Linked DNA regions of Mus musculus: region 2 is linked to region 1. Evidence: chromatin contacts called from public HiChIP or PLAC-seq data. All regions are on one chromosome and are shown on one strand. Each heading gives the region's core, a stretch centred on a gene start, on an enhancer-like site or on the middle of the called end of the contact. The rest is flanking DNA. Distances are from core to core; before and after follow the strand shown.

Region 1 (3,610 bases), core at 780-3,279:
AGGAGTGCTCTTGGGGTCCCCGTCTCTCGGTCTCTCCCGTGTTGCTTAGCCTGGTCAGGCTGAGACAGATATGCTCAGGAGGTGGTAGACTTAGGTGGTTGATTCCAAGTAGCCGGCTCCTATCCAGACCCTGACCGTCCCTGGGACACAGGTGCAGCTCCTGCCTTGTCCCCCTCCCCCAGTTGCGGCAGAATGCTCAACCATTGCTCTCCAGCCTGCACGTGGGGCTGGCCAGGCTCCCAGAGAAGTCACCAACATGAATGGATTCCTTGCCCTGCCACCCCAGCCCCCAGAGGATGAGGGATCGCCAGCACTGAGACAATAGGAGGCCTGCTTCTGATCAACCATGGCAGCTTCCTCCTTCCTTTGGAGAAAGGGGCCAGCGCTAGCCTGGAGACTCCAGGCTGAGGCTCATCTTTGCCTGCTCTGCCCTATACCCTAGCAGGTAAAGATCAAAGTTAGGAGTTAGAGGAAGCTCTCCATGGTCCCTTGCCCTGGACCTTTTTGCTCCCTGCACCACGTGACATGCTTCTTGTCCACCAGACCTGACACCGGGCAGAGAGGCCCCTGGGGGGGGGGGGTGGAATTCAAAGCATGGGAATGGAGTCTGAGCCCGCTGAGAAGTGAGTCTCATTCCTGTCATGAGTGGGGAGGTCAAGAAAAACCTGAAGGGGCAACACTGGGATAGGGTTGGTCAGCGGCCATTTGGCAAAGAAGGCAAAAGCACGGCATGGCTGAAGAGGGGTCACGCCTGGCGTGGGCCTTGGGCTTTGGGACCTGCTGGTGACTAGAGGCCAGTAGCCCTTGTGGCTGCTTCTCGGAGTTGCTCTGAGCCTCACCAAGCTGAGATGAGCAGCAGTGAGAGTGGCGGGCACAGGGCTCACAGAGGCCAGTGGGTTCCAGCGGCCCCATCTCAGCCAGGTCCTTGGCAGCCCGCACTGCACTCGGGCCGCAGATTACCAAGAAGCAGCCCTATCAGATCTTGGCACCAGCTAAGTGATCTCAGGCCAGGCTGAGTGAAGTAAATTGCAGTATTTAAATGAAAGGAGACCAAGGAGGCTGTGATGAATGCGGTTTGGCTGTGACAGACCTGTAGTTGGCACGACTTGTCCTGTTTGTTTGTTTGTTTGTTTGTTATTATGCAAGAACTTCCTACATAGTTCTGACTGTCCTGGAGCTAATAATTATGTAGACCAGACTGGCACTGAACTCACAGAGATCCTCCTGCCTCCGCCTCCTGAGAGCTAGATTAAAGACATGCACCACCAGGCTTAGCCCATTGATCGTCTTCTTGGTCCGGGTGGATATCCCTGAGGCCGACTTCCCACACTCTCCCATCCCTTGTCCCATTTGACAGATAGAGAAACTGAGCTGAGTACAAAGCCCTAACTGGCCAAAGGCCATAGGGAGTTTGTTTCAGAAGCGACTTGCCTCACCTTGGTCTCCTGGGCCACAGGAAGTACTCAGGAAGGTGTTTGGGCTGGTGGCAGAGATGGGAAGCCCCCAACGTGTTAACCTATTCACTGGAAAGCCTTGGCTTTGAGCATGGCCCTCTTCAGCCTCCCTTTCACCAGTGAAGCTTCAACCCTTTCTCTCTAGCTTCTGATGCTATACCCCTCCCCCCTTGAGCATCTTCTGTCTTTCCATGATGCAACCAGGCTTAGAACTGCTCCAGGACATAGATGCCGAGCCCTGTGGTTCCGTGTTCCTTCCTATTCAAGCTCAGCCCAAGGCAAGCATGAAGCCCAGCTGGAGTGAGGCTCAGGCAACTCTACCCCCAGACAGATGCCCAGGGGTAGAAGAGGACACTGTGTTTAACTTGTGTCAGAGGAGTATCAGAGGTGACAGAGAGGAGGAGGGGTAAGAGGGTCCAGAGTAAGGAGGTGGGGGTGGAGGAGTGACTGGGAGGGAAGAGAAAGGAGCTGAGGAACAGCAAGGTGAAGGTTCTTAAGCTGCCAGTCATGTCTGGGCCAGCCCTGCAGCCCAAGTCAGGATACTTCCTGGGTCTCAGTTCTCTGCTCTTCTCCCTTTGTCCACAGCAAGGATGCAGAGCCCCAGTAGACAGAGAGAAAGTGAGGGGCCCCTAGTGGGGGATCTGTGTGTATGCAGGCACTTAAAGGGCCCCCGAGAGCACTTCTTGGGCTGTCTGTCCACAGCATGGCCTCCTGGATATGTATTCAATGCCTGCCTCAGCTAGAATCACAGGCGTGCTCCGGAGGGCTGATCCACCTTGCTGAAACCAGTTTTCCTCTAGCGAGGGGCTTGGGTCACCTCTCTGCCTTGTCTTGGTCCCACTACCAATTGCTGCACCCATCTGATTGGTATCCTGTGGAAGGGACCTGGGTGGGGCACATTAAGTCCCCAGGATTCCACCCCGGGGATGTTGCTGGCCCAAACCCCCTCGCCAGGACTGTGCTCTTAAGCAGTGAGGGACGCCCTGGGGAGTGTCAGTCCCTGTGAGTGTGTGCACCGGGCATGAGGATTATTGATGCTCTGTGATGCCAGGCAGGGTTTAGCCCCCTCTGGGCCTCTGTTCCTCATCTGTAAACAGGGATTAATAATTGTGCAAATCTCCCAGGGTCATGAGAATTAATTAAACAAGAGAGTACCAGAAAACCGAGCTCAGCCAGCATCTGGAGCAGAGCCAGAGCAGAGCGTGCTTTCCTCTAGGTTTCTTGGGTTGTCCTGTGATCACATGGCCGCTCTGTCCCCTGAGGAGACCTGCTGGCTCTGTCTGTCTGTCTGTCTGTCTGTCTGTGCCCTGCAGCCAGGAGCACCTTTGCTTCCCCATGCAAAGACCAGAGCCACTTCCCAAGGCTAAGAATTTTCTGTGAGGGGATTGCTCTGACTTCTGGTTCAGGGCCCAGCCAAAGAAAGCACGTGTGTCCTAAAGATCGGAGGCCTGTGTCTCCCCGTGGCTTAATGTCAGGTCATTCAACCAATGTCAGGTAGCAAAAATCCTTCCCATAACTTCCAGTCCATGCAAGCCCATCTTGGAGTGCGGGTGGAGGGCCCTGGCCAGATTGAAGGAAGAATAACTCAGTATAGGGGCCTCCAGGGGCCTGTGGCTGTCAGACTGGCACCCACCCATCAGATCTGTGAGATTCTTTCTGCATGACCATAATGACCACAAGCTCCCTTCTGAGGCCCAGGGACCTTTCTGATCCCATGCTAGACCTTCATGCCTTCTCATCTAGGCCCAGGATAAAGAAAGAGGATATAGAGTCCCCGAGAAAATAGATAGTTGTAAGCCCCAGTGCCCCCCCTCCCCAGCCCCCTGGGACTTCTATTGCCTGTCAGATGAACTCAAAGGGAAATATTTTTGGGTTAAGTCTACTGCCTGAATACTAGAACATGGAAGAAGTTCAGATTTTTCTCCCTAAGACTTTCCCTGGATCCTGAGGTCTAGCCTCCTCTAACATCTGAATGCAGTAACCCTTAGGGATGTCAGGAGAGAGGGCTGCAATTGTTCACGCTAGGGGGATGATAAGTCTGGTTCCAGCTAGAAGAGTCCATCCTCCTCCCCTTCCCCATCTCTGAAATCCAAGGCTTCCAAAGAGGCCACTGTCATTTTTTTTTTTTAATGGAGACCCAGCAGGCCAGGTGGTGG
Region 2 (3,655 bases), core at 812-3,311, 53 kb after region 1:
CAGGAGCCGGGTGCAGAAAGAGCACACTCTTCCTCCTAACCTGGAGCAGCCAAGGCTGCCTGTCTCCAGTGCAGCTTTCCCAAGAGGCGGAACATCCGGATGGACCACTCTTAGTGTCCCATCCTTCTTTCAGGGTCAAGGGGTGGGGTTTCACTCGTTGCCATGGCAACTTGGGTGCCCAAGACTAGACAACTGTAGGGGTTCTGATGCAGACTGCACTGCGGGTGGAAGAGGTTGGAGGTAAACTGTGCTTGCTCTGGTTACCGAAATGCCCCTCTTCCACAGCACACAGTGTGCACACACTCATAACAGACACAAGAGCCTGGCTTCCACACACTTTTCAAGAAGCTATCCCCTAAATGTACCATAGCCTCTTTGCACACCCATTTGGTTTATGCAGTCACACTTGTACACTAACACCCATAAATCCCATACATGGGTGCGTTAACAGTCTCTTCCAAAGTCAAAATATTTCATGCTGCAGAGGAGCTCCTTAAGCAGGGAGGTGAACAGCCAGAAATCAGCTTCAAGAACTCCCCTGAAACTGATCAGATTCACTAGAGCCCTCCCTGCCAGAGTAAACCACAAAAGCTGAGAGAGAACCCCTCTCCCACCACATAAAGCTAAGCTGCAAAGAAGCCTCCTCCGAGAGCACGCCAGCTCCCCAAAGAAGCAGAAACCAGCCGAGCTGCCTACAATAGGTTCACACCAGCTGAGGCACTTGGGAAAGACACTCCCCAACCAGGAGAGCTGCCTGCTGGCTGTGCGGTGTGTCCACGTTTTGTGAACTGTCACCCCTGTTTCGGGCTTTGGTGACATAGCTGTCTTTGAGTCCTTTCTGCTCCCATAAGTAATCCCTTATCTGTATTTCTGTAAGTAACCCCAATAAAAATCATTGGTTCACCAAGTTGGACTTTGGTGGTATCCGTACTGTGGACTGTCATGGGCTCCCTATCTGGGATAAGTAGATGTGTGTTTTCTCTCCCCAGGAAATATTTTGTCACAGGACATTATTCTGTGACCCAAAATAAGGTTTTTGTTATCAGGATGGACACATAGGATTTCAAAACCATATGGAAGTCAGGCAGGTGGCCCATGGCTTCAATGGCTTTAATCACAGTACTCAGGAGCCAGAGGCAGGAGGATCTCCATGAATTTGAAGCCAGCTTGGTCTACATAGGCAGTTCCAGGTCAGCCAGGGTCACATAGACACAGTCTCGGAGAAAAAAAAAAAAAAAACAAAAAACAACCCACACACAGGTATGGAAGTTGGAAATTCAGGACCCATAGGGTGAAAGCAAAGAAACAATTCCCAAAACTGCCCTTTGAGCTCCATACACATCCCCCGAAATAAATGAAATACTAAAAGGGCAAGAGTTACAGGTGAAGGGCACCTGCTGCAAGCCTGACGATCTGACTTTTATCCTTGGAATTAATTCACAGTAGTGGAAGGATGAATGGACTCCAGCAAGTCTGGACTTGACCTCCTTATGTGCCACCACCAATATAAATGTTTTAAGAAAAAAGACCTAGGGGAAAACAAACTACTAGCAAACAAGGACCTGCGGGGCAGGCGGGGAAAGAAACGCACCAACTGAAGGACACACACAAACCTTCGGAAATACACACAGTCAGATGCAGAGATAAACACAGAAGAGACATGCAAGCAGGCATGCAGACCGGAAAACACTACCCCAGCCCCCGCTATCCCAGCCCCCCGCCGCCAATGCGAAGAGAAGCACTTATACCCAGACCTTCCAAAACACACAGACACTCGCGTGCCCAGGGGCACAGGAAAACTGTACACGTGTTGCCCCGCGCTTGCGCCTTCCAAAGGACTCTGCCCCAAGCGGCAGGGACAAGGATGGCTGATCCGGGGACAACCTGAGGGCCTCCTTCTCTGGGGACACTCACCGCGTGGACAGGAGTGACCAGAAAGGCTCCGGTGAGGCGGGGCCCGGCCTAGGCGGAACCAACTGCCAAACAGCCTAGCGGCTGTGGTACAGCCTCCTTGGTAACCAGACGGCTAAAGTCCAGCCACCCAGGCGCGCTTGCGCAGTACGCAGCTGCAGGCCAAGCCTGGTTACCAGGGAAGAACGTGGGGCGGTGCCCTAAAGCACCGAGGCCCGCCCCTCTCAGCCCAGATTTTAGGAATTGTTATTGGCCTGAGAGCCTGTGGAAAGTCACCCGGTTCATCAATTTCCGCAGGTTTGTTTGCAAAATGGGGTTTAGGAAAGACACGCTGTGTAAGGATGTCATGGAACTTAAGGACAGGTCAGGTCTCAGAAGAGTTCTTGGCACCAAGCTCTCCTAGCGTTAATGCCAGATGATGCAGCAGCTCCAGACTTCTGCCCAAGCATTTTCTTTACTCGCCCCATTCCCCAGACGGGTCAGAGCTTAAGGTGTCTTCTAAGTCTGGTCTGCTCAGGACATTTATTTTTGGTTGGCAACCTGTGATCAACGTCTGGTCTGTCCCAGGTTCAGGCCTCTGTGTTGCAACCAGACTTTGGGGCAGGGAGGCCAGGAAGGGTGCAAAAGATTCACTACTCATTTGGTACCTCGCCAAAGTTGGCATTAACCGGATTCATTCTACAGGCTCAGAACACACTCCGATGTCACCTGGCCGAACTTTGGCGGAGCCTTCCACTCAGATATGTAGCATGTCAGCTTTATGACAGGTGTACAACTCGTCATGTACTGTCCTGACTCAGGGTGAGGGATGGGATGGGATGGGAGGTTGGGGGTTGGGGAAAACAGCAAAGATACCAGAAATATTTCGCCCGTTAAGTCAAGCCATTTCTGTGTGGAAATGATCTGTGGAGCAGATCAATGAGGATGCAGTTCGCTGACTGTTTCGAGATCTTCAACCCTGTTTTTGGTGCACATGGGGTGGAGGTGGGCTTGGGAAAACAAGTTTGATCAAAGAACGAAGGGTTAAGGTGCAGACGAGCCTAGTGGCAGCTTGTGACCAAGAGAGGGCGCCTGGAACGCCTAGGCCTGTCCCCACCTCCTGTCCCCACCCCTTTCCTACTTCTCTCCCCACCCGTCAATAGCACACGCCATTCTCCTGCGGAAGACCACGCACATTTCCAGGTACCACGCACATTTCCTGTACTCTCGACTCCCTCTCTTGGCGTCTCCACTCAGAACCCACCTGCCCCCAGGCTTCTCATCTCGGCTCTCCAGGTCACCTCTCCTTCCCTCTCCAGGCTACCCCTCCTTCCCTTGCTTCCTCCAGACAGACTCAGGGTTCTGGAACTGTGGCCAGTGAGCCGGGGAGCCTTGGCAGCGCGGGTGACCGCAGCGTCAACTGGTTGGGCTCCAGCGGCTAGCGCGCTGAGCACCCCGCGTCCCTGGCAGTCAGGAACTCCAAAGTCCTTGCTGACCGGTGCATGTGTTTCTGCTTCTGGAAAAAGGGCCTTCGTCCCAAACAAACTTGATCTCCTGCCTGTATTACTAGTTCACCCACAGTACGCTAGTGCTGGTTTAGATGAGGCTAATCAGGGCGGTATTTACCCTTGATTGAGCACTTACTATGTCCTAGGCATGTATAAGTTTTCCCCTCATGCATAGCCTCATTTAATGCCTATGAGCTATTTTTTTTTCTTTCTTTCGAGACAGGGTTTCTCTGTGTACCCTTGGTTGACCTGGAACT

What was found. HiChIP or PLAC-seq counts read pairs in DNA pulled down with a chosen protein or histone mark.
Region 2: an HNF4G HiChIP or PLAC-seq map of pancreatic cancer cells shows a contact between it and region 1. The contact joins the promoter of Abhd14a here to the enhancer-like site in region 1. A contact is called at or near these places in 1 of 39 promoter capture datasets (macrophages), 4 of 115 datasets of contacts at active chromatin or transcription factors (bone marrow-derived macrophages, embryonic stem cells and pancreatic cancer cells) and 3 of 9 other capture datasets (adipose tissue, liver and pancreatic islet).

Annotation. Positions count from the first base shown.
Region 1 is chr9:106,392,787-106,396,396 of GRCm38.p6, forward strand. The region is part of intron 2 of Gm33616 (a long non-coding RNA gene); the gene reads right to left. Among named protein-coding and RNA genes, the nearest start is that of Gm46131, 20 kb to the right of the region's middle. Within about 2 kb of position 2,030, at least 40 of the 459 cell types and tissues checked have an H3K27ac peak or open chromatin away from gene starts, as enhancers often do. A contact at or near this core is called in bone marrow-derived macrophages and pancreatic cancer cells, where this site is marked.
Region 2 is chr9:106,445,617-106,449,271 of GRCm38.p6, forward strand. It overlaps Abhd14a (abhydrolase domain containing 14A), which reads right to left and starts at 2,062. Exons shown (of 6, transcript NM_001110271.2): 1 at 1,915-2,062; 2 at 1-218. Abhd14b (abhydrolase domain containing 14b) reads left to right here and starts at 3,024. Exons shown (of 4, transcript NM_029631.3): 1 at 3,024-3,093.